Linked DNA regions of Hermetia illucens: region 2 is linked to region 1. Evidence: chromatin contacts called from public Hi-C data. All regions are on one chromosome and are shown on one strand. The core of a region is the stretch at or near the end of the contact, and the rest is flanking DNA. Distances in the headings are between cores, read along the strand shown.

Region 1 (4,405 bases), core at 387-2,886:
AGAGAGAGGAGTACTCTAAAATTCCACCATCTCACTTTGCTTAGGCTCAGAGTGTCCAGCTTATATTGTTAAAATTCTCGATCGAGTTGCGAAAGTGAATATTCTGGGGGCCTTCTTTACCGTTGTCGACGAACGTACGCCCGTTCCAGAAACCAATCACAACCCGTATTCGATAGGCCAAAGGGCTTTGGCGTGAGGACAGATCACTGCAGCATTTGTTTTTTTTTGTAGCGTGTGGCTCCAAAATTGACACCATAAGTCAGATACGCCCAAAGGTTTTTAAAAGATACACTTTACGGGTTTACGTCTAACTATCGAATGAATTTCATTTTATTCGTATTAATTTCTTTATTTCTTCAAGAGTTTTTCATAATAATTCAACCTTACTTCACTTTGTGCGTAATGCGCCCAATGTGGGTTTATAAGCGTGAAACGTTGCTCACTTCAGTTGTTCTTCAAAGCTTTATTTGCAGTATCTTGCTATTTGTAATTTTAAAAAGATTAGTGATAATTTGTTTGAAAGCTATTTCCAAACTAAATGCGGTAGATATAATGCTATATTTAAGGGATCAACCGTAGCTAACTCCCACGGTTAAGCCGCTCAATTAGGCATATGTAACAGAAGCATTTTAGCGTTCAATAGGAGATTTACGGTGATCCTGTATTTGGGTAATGGCCATGTAAGCCGGACCTGCTATTAACAATTTCATTATTGGATACAACTTCGTGGTAAACCTGTTTGATAAATACAAAATTCTAACCTTAAGCAGCCAAGAAACGTCTTTCCTCGATTAACCGATGCGTTTAATGCCAGACTGGCTCCCCAATAATTTCTGCATTATCGTCTAAAAATACACAATAAAAAATTTTACTATCGAATCATTCAAAGAGGGAAATGTGAATTTTACGACCACTTGACGCGTTGTTGCCAAGCCGCCGAAAAAGACGCGCCGCTCCAAAAGAAAACGCGCGAGACGCACTTAAAGTCGCCAAACACGTTGAACTTTTGAGATTCCCCGCATCACGGAACAAATCGTAAAAATGTCGAATAGGGAGAGCGCCGACTACAATCCGAACACGTAGCGACGCAATTTAGTCTCAAGAAGGTTGTTTGAAGTTGGAAGTTGTTGTAGCTCGCCGAAGCCCTTCAATCTGCCTTGAATGGGGTTACAGCTCGTTATTAAACGCGGGAATAGGGTTGGTTTGCCATCCCTCTTACTCAGACACCAGAAACTTGCCAATTCGATCTTCTCACACCCAACGCAAAACACGAAACAAAAGACAATCTTATCGGAACTTCAATGCCCGCTGGGAGCGCTGGGGTCGTTTGGTATAGAAATCGCGCCTTGATTCCACCGACGCTCTCTTTTTTTCTACCGCGCATAGCGCACGAGAGGTAACTCGGCCCCACTCCAATCGGCCGAACGAACACTCGAATACCGAACGCACCGTCCAACAACAACTACCGTTGGGGTACACAAACAAAATGGACAGTGTCGTCCATCGTTCGTGTGGCTTCGGCGGGCTTCGAGTGACGTCACCGTGGTGTGTGCCAATCAGCACGGAGTACGTGACATGGAGGCGCGGTTATTTAGGCGGGGTCGATAAAACTGAGGGAAATGTAGTTGCACAACTTCATGTTAGTCGAGGAATAGAGTTCGTGTTGATCGGACGGGCTGCGTGTCGCCGGTCCGTTTTTTAAGAAACAGTTCCCAGAGAATAAGATACAAAGTCAGATTTAAGTGATTTTAATAAGAAGAGGCGACATTTTAACAGTGCTCGGGAAAATCGATAAGTTCGTGAGTGTGGACGTGATTTCATATAAAAATTCGAGTTTTCTTGGTGCACTTGCGATGAAATCGTAAATTTCGTTGACCCAATCGACAAGAAAATTTCACGAGCTACGACTTGAAAAATTTTCGTGTCTTCTTCTTGCTCGCCTCTCATATGTGGTACGGCGGATGGCAATGTGTAGGTAAGCTGACCACAAATACATTCGAAAGACTACATGTTTTGGAATTCCGTCGGCGTCAAGTGTAGATAGGAGAGCACTGGTATGCGTGCGTGCGAATGTTGCGCAATTTCGTCGTGGCCGGTTGCAGTGTTTGCGAGCGCGAGGCACTCTAGTGGTCGTTCGTGGAACTACGCCTAATAAGGTATGCGCGCCTTCTACTAGAAAAGATACACGAAAACGAGCCGAGTGCAATTCGTGACAGTATCTGCGGGTAGTTCGGGGCATTGCTTGGAATCAGATATTTTTTCCGATGGGTACGTTTGCTGGTGTGAGTGGTTTGTGATGTATTCGTGAAAGTACGTTTCAAAAGAACTGAACTTTATTCTGGAGTCTTCTTTATAAGAACTGCGGTCCCGTTTGGATATTTGGATTAAAAGTCAAGCCATTATGTGTAAGTAACCGGGTTTCTTTCACAGAACAGTTGCATGCTGCTCGGTGTTTATCTTCTGCTTGAAAATCACTGCCAGGGGGGCGAAGGGGTGAGAGGGCGCCTTCAGATGGCTTTGACTTTTGATGTTAGCAAAGTTTGGATGTCGTCCCCTCTGACCATGCTCCCTCTGGTAAACTTAAAGCTTTTAGATTGATTGTGTGAGGCATTGCGCGCCTTTTTCAATTATTACTCCCATCGTTAGCTACGAGGCACAGGGTTCAATGGTACTTCGGCCCGTATTTCGAATATTTTTCCTGAAAATTTAAAACGTATCAAATGTTGCTTTTGTCTGAAAATTTTCGAGAGACTTGCAATTCTAGGTTTTGCCACACTTTCATCATTACACTCGATCCAATTAGGTTAGAGTGCGGAATTTCTGGCTGCTAGTGCGTTTCGCTACGTTGCCCTCGTCGTTGCCACAGCCTAATACATACCAGTTTTGCGACAGAGGCGAATTATAGATTTCGAGATTTTCCGGTCGGTTTATGATGCGCCGCGCGCACTACGCCACACGATTGACATCACATTTGCATGCATGTGACGCTCGGGCTTTATTTTTTTTTTCTGTTCAGTTTTCACATGGCTTTTTGTGATTTATTATTTTGTGCTGATTTGATTGGAATTAGTTTTGTATGTAGAACTACCAACTTTTGCGTTATTTGAATTTATTGGAGGTTTGGGTTAATTTGTATTTAAACTCGATTGTAAGTAGAATGCCTGGCTGAAATATAAAACTTTAATTTTTTACATTGTTGGGCTTGCATTGTATTCATTAGCTGTAATAATTTAATTACAATAAGAAAGACTGGGAGTTGATGAATTTAGCTTTGGTTAGTGTGATTGTTGTAGAGTAGCTTCAGCTAAGACTTAATAAACCTTGGCTGAAGTAGGACGTGTGTATAGTGCTCACTTCTCCATATAAGGAGTGTTGGGTATCCACATAGTCCATACTAACTGCATCAGGTAAGTAACAACATCTTATTGATAGAGTCTAGCAAAAACCTAGAAAATAGTAATACATAATAATAATCGTCCAATTGGATCTAAGCCTTGAAGTGTGTTAATACACTTCATTCAAGATTGTAATCACTAGTGAGATTGAACTCCAATCTTCCGCTATGATACCGCTCGAACCAGTAAGCCATCGCATCTAGAAAATAGCTTTCCAAAAGAAAAATTGCTTAATTGCACTGAGGCAAGTTTGGGAAAATTCATGCTAGCTTTGGTTGTTACTCAAAATGGAATTACAGAAAGGAAACATACGCATCAATTATCCTTAAGAAATGGACATAAGTGGTAGAAAGCTTGAACTGGTGGGGCTGAAAGAAATTTAATGTGGCAAATTATGCCAAATTTGAGACTACGAAGATCATGTAAAATTTAAAAATTGCTATAAGAGATCCTTTACATAAAATCTCAGCAGTTGAAAAGCCGGAACATAGTCCATGAAACCTACAAAAATGAGAAATCAAGATGAGGTGCAATTAAATTTAAATATGAACAAGAAAAACGACGATGTTACAACTGTTCTCGCAAGCAAACAGTGTGGGATGGGGACGGTAGAAGCGGATTCCCGAGATCATTTGATTTGTTACTTATAACGAATTGACGGTAAAGTTAGAAATATCCTTCATGCGATACTGTTCTCGGGAACTTCGTGAAACCGATAAATTTGGACCTTGAATCTTTGTCCTGGTTATATTTGATGTTGAGCCAGTGGCATTGAAATGGAAAACTTTTTGCTGTGCATGAAGCAACAAACTGAACGAAAGAACCGTAAACACAACCACTATTATTCATATTGGGAAATCAAGCTGTTGCCCATGGACATGCTAACAGTAGGAACTGTTTTGGAGCCTCGTAAGTCCGTGAGAAGGACAAACAGACAGTAAAACGAATTTAATAAAGTTCTCTTTACCACATAATCCTAAAAAGTGAAGGAAGTTGGACTTGAAAAATCA
Region 2 (4,767 bases), core at 2,200-4,699, 190 kb before region 1:
TATGACCCTGGCATGGAACAAAATTAGTTTCACCTGTTAAAAGCAAATTGTGAAACGAGTCAATACACTAGCATACTAATGTTATCTAATTACGCGTTATCTTATAAAATCAAAAAAAGAAAAAAAAATGACTGCAACAAATCGAGTAAAAAAGTGAATCATTTATTAGGTGTGTGTGAATTAAAAATCGGAATTTTTTGGTAAATTTTGATGGTTCATGGTATAAAGAAACTATCAAAACAATTTCATGTTAAATATTGGTCGTCGCTAGCAACAACTTTTGTCCATCTTTCGGGCAGCTCATGGATTTGCGAAAAAACTAGTCATCTCTGGATGCAATCCATGAAGTGGTCATTTGCCAGGGCATAGGCCATCGATCGGAACAGGTAGTAGTCGCACGGAGCGATGTCAGACGAATATGGTGGGTGGGGTAGAACTTTCCATTTGAGCGTACCGGTTTCGCAACCTGTGGCCGAGCATTGCCATGTTGAAGAATAACTTTATCATTTCTTTGCTCAAATTGTAGCCATCTTTTCGTTATTACTTGTCTCAAACAAATCAATTGAAGTTTATAACGATCGGCTGACATCTTCTCTTCCGATTTTAGCAGTTCATAGTAAACTACGCCTAGCTAACCCCAGAGCAGAGCATGAACTTGGATGCGTGAATATTCGGCCGTGGAGTGGTTGGCTGGGCTTTACCGACGACTTTCTATGCTTAGAGTTATCGCGCAAGATTCATTTTTCGTCACGAGTCACTATACGATGCAAGAAACCTTTTCATTGTTTCCGAACGAACAGCTGTTCACACATACAAAGTCGTCTTTCCACATCTTTCGGACGGAACCTAATATTTTTCCTTCTGGATCATTCCAAGTGCATGTAAACGCTTGGAAATGGTTGTTCCGTCAATTCCTTGAGTTTGACACGAGTTTTCTTTTAGCGCTTCCTCTAACTTGGCATCTTCAAACTAGCTGCCCGGGGCGCCCTTAGTCACTGATGTCAAAATCACCGCTTTTGAAACGTTGGAACCATTCGGAAACTTGTATTTTCGATAGAGCATGCTGCCCGTATACTTCTATAAGCAATTGAAGGCTTTCTATCGCAGATTCCTTCAAGAAAAAGTAATGTTTCTCGCAAAAGGCAGAGGTGACATAGATTTTAATTAAAATACGGGTCATGTCCAGAAAGTAATTATACTGGGACTTTCATGGCCATAAGAGATGGGTTTTCACCATCTTGGGAAGTTTGTTGAAAACTCTTTACTCAGGATCACCTCTTGCGAATAATGTTGATCCAATCTTCGGCCAAATGAGAAATTCGCACCATCATCCGTATGACGCGTGAAGAAGCTGGCGGGAGACTTCTTCGAAAAGTCATCAAAACATAACCTACATGTGTAATCTTGTATTTTTTTGTTGAATCTACACCAATTGCCTACATTTACTTTTTGAATGTGCCTCGTATGTTGTTCTACCTACTTGACATGGTCAATTAGATAAAAGAAGCTCAACAAAAATGCAAAATCGGCATAAGTATAATACCTTAGTAAAACTTTTCTGATCACTACGCACTCTTGCTCTAAAGGAAAAATAAGAAACAGATAAAATTATAACTACCAATCGCGGGTGACTTTTGCCAATTTTACACATTCAATCTATACTAATTTTTCTAAGAATGAAATGGCACAAACATTGGGTTCAATATTTATCTTCAATGGGATATCTGCGTTTATGTCCTTTCTGAATCTTAGAAAATCTGCCTAACTTTACGATGCAATATTTGTAGCGCTCACACTGCGCAGATTAGCGAACATGTTAATACTATTTTTGTAGAAATATAATTAATTAGTGAGACCTAAAAATTTACCCCTATTCAGTCCGTTGTATTGTTTACTTCTTCTTGGAAAGCTAGAGCTCAAGAAAAAAATTCTGAATAAAACAAAAATGCGAGCCACGTTTTAGGATTTTCACCTTGACTACCTGTAAACGGTACATATCTAGGTAAATAAAAATCTGAAAAAAATATCAGCCATGAGGTATTATGGGTATAAATTTTATTCCGTCTATATAAACATAAGCGGACCTAGGCATATAAAGCCTATACATGACCGTAACATATGCACATGTTTGTAACTAAGCTATGTATACATGAACTAACACCACAACTAAATATATGCCCAAAAGAGCTATAGACGATGAATCCTGTGTTTCAGAACAAGAATTACGGGAAATGATCTTTGCCATCAGATCATAAACTTAGGGGAAATTTTAATACATGTAAGGGGATGGTGACCCCTATACATACCCACAGACCCCGTGCAGCGTATACATACGTATATAGTGTACAAGAGACTAACAGTCTATCGTTGCTGCTGGCAACATCTATGCCCGTTGACGCTCTTGTAGGTAATGTACATACCGCGGAACAGCTAGGAAAGCAAATACCCGGAAAGGGAATTTTCAATGTTTTGTCTTAAAGACAATTTCCTAATGTTTCAAGATTTATCGTTAAATTGCACAATTCATCAAATTAGAGACGACCTTACCTATAGAAATGTAAATCCTTCTGCGGAAGTTCCGCTTTTGTACTCCGAATTAAATCCTAGCGACAACCTAATCCACAGTGGTTGGGATAAGGACAATTCGGAATACTATCCATTATTGGGCACATCCTGGTGAATGCAGGGGAGTCCCTCCAATTTGCACTGAATAACCACAAAATTTCAGGCGAACTCACTAATTCATAGTTCAGTAAGTCGTTTCCCCAACGCACAGGAAACTCAAGATCGCTCCGATTAGCAGCAAACGTTGCACTTTTCCACTTACGGCAGCATCTGCCACTTTCTAATATTCCAAAAATTCTCCGAACCCAAAAATAAATTCACCAACCAACTTCCACTTTGCTAATCCACGGGTGAAATCAAACAGTTCACTGCGAGCTGCACCCGCGTCCGTTGATCTCGTAAATAAAGCGGCTTCCACGCGATCTGTCCGGGGACGGCCGCTTGCTCCTATCGCACTATGTACATATGCAGGGGGCCTATTTACAACTGATTACCCGCGGCGCGCGTATGTACCGAAAACTGAGGAAATTTAAAAAAAACCGCCAAATGCGAAGGCACAGCGAAGCCAAGATCGATATATAACGACCCGATCGCAGGTATCAGCCAGAGCGGGACGGCTAGCACTATTGTTCGCTCTTTCACTCTCCTGGAAGCGATAACGACGCCTGAGCTTCGCTAATGCGCTTTTAATTGGTTTATATAATGAGTAACGAACGCCACGAACACCTTCCGTTGCGAGCGAATACAACTTTTCCGAAATCCGCTGATCGCCAGAAAACCGCTCAACACAAAGCTCACTGCCAAGCTTGCCACTGTTCACCAAGTACATAACAACTCAAAGCTTAGATGAACTGCACAGACCTGCACGCACTCACATCCTCTCCCGGCCAACGTCAATTTTCTACTGAAACCCAAAGAACCAAATACCAGCCGCTCGGGTAAATAAAAGTCGCCGTAATTCCCAGCCAAGTCCATCCAAAGGCAAATGTTTTCTTTCGAATTGCCCGTCCTGCTCGGGCCAATGCCGCGCACGAGACGGCGACACGGTAATCTGCGATAAATAGTCCTTCGAATTAGTACATAGGTGGCACTATACATAACAGCTGACAGCGTGCACGCCGTCGTCATCGGTCGTTTGCGTTTCGCCTTTATTTACCGAGCAACCTAAGACGGATGGCGAACGAAAAAAACGACGTTTATGTACTCGCCGCTTGCCTAACTGCCATAAATAGACCAAATGTGGGTTCTGGAGCGGGGGATCGGGCAGGGGAAAGTGGAGCGAGAGCGGGGCGGAAGGAAGGCGAAACAAGAGCCCAATGAGCACATAAAAGCGAAGGCACAAAGAAACATGCAGACTTGCGTATGTGCCTTTTACTCGTCATGCATATATAATGGTCGGCCAAGTACATACGCCGCGACGGTGACGGAGAACAGAAAAGCCTCAGGAAACGCGCGAGAACAAATAAACCCAAACGGGCAGTAAATAAGCGCGCACTCCCCAACGAAACGAAGGGCGAAGTTCGAAAGCTCAAATTCCACGCAACGAATTCGACTCCACTGTGGCGCGGAAGCTTTTCTCGCGGGGTGGCCTTTCTCAATTTCTCCCCCGCATGCAAATCTGACGCGAAATATGCGAGTGCAAGAAACGGCCAGAAATGTCATTTGAATCGCCGCGGGAGGAGTTGCGGGGAGAAGCGTGAACTAAAGCAAAAAGAAAGTTTCCAACAGTTCGGAAATGAAAGCTTCGATGAGAAATCACTCGAACGAATTGGGTTGCCTGGGCAGCAGGCGACAATGTATGCACAGCGGCCGGGAGCTTTCGGGCGCTTCTGAGAATTTTTTCTTAAAATTTCCTCGTTTCAATGCGATTTCGTCCACTTTCCTTCTTATGTGAACTCGGGTTCACGCCGGTCTGGCTTATTAACGAGTTCCCGCTTACATGAGACTTAGCGTTGCGACGTACAAACAAGGGCGATTGGAGGAATTCGGTTGGGGCCGCTAAGGAAGTGAATTCACTTTGTTTATCCAATGCCTTTGGGCTTAACGCAACGATTCGCTAAGGGTTGCAAATTAAATAACTCCTAAGTAGAATACCATTAACTAGAAAAGAACACGAGAGGGATCCACCCGGTGGAAAGGCTCGTTTGCCCCAAAAGTAATCGATGTCGCGCAAAACAGCTGAGTTGTTTTTGATATCGACAG

Evidence for each region. A called contact is a pair of places that touch in the nucleus more often than the background predicts.
Region 2: a contact with region 1 is called in a Hi-C map of an unstated tissue, with 6 times the contacts expected there. The contact joins the promoter of LOC119661261 here to the promoter of LOC119652874 in region 1. A contact is called at or near these places in 2 of 2 Hi-C or Micro-C datasets (an unstated tissue and whole body).

The regions. Positions count from the first base shown.
Region 1 is chr1:91,822,148-91,826,552 of iHerIll2.2.curated.20191125, reverse strand. LOC119652874 (protein suppressor 2 of zeste) reads left to right here and starts at 1,636. Exons shown (of 6, transcript XM_038057239.1): 1 at 1,636-2,405. LOC119652882 (a long non-coding RNA gene) reads right to left here and starts at 1,241. Exons shown (of 3, transcript XR_005249611.1): 1 at 912-1,241; 2 at 762-845; 3 at 369-694.
Region 2 is chr1:92,012,403-92,017,169 of iHerIll2.2.curated.20191125, reverse strand. It overlaps LOC119661261 (polycomb group protein Psc-like), which reads right to left and starts at 3,449. Exons shown (of 5, transcript XM_038070514.1): 1 at 2,548-3,449.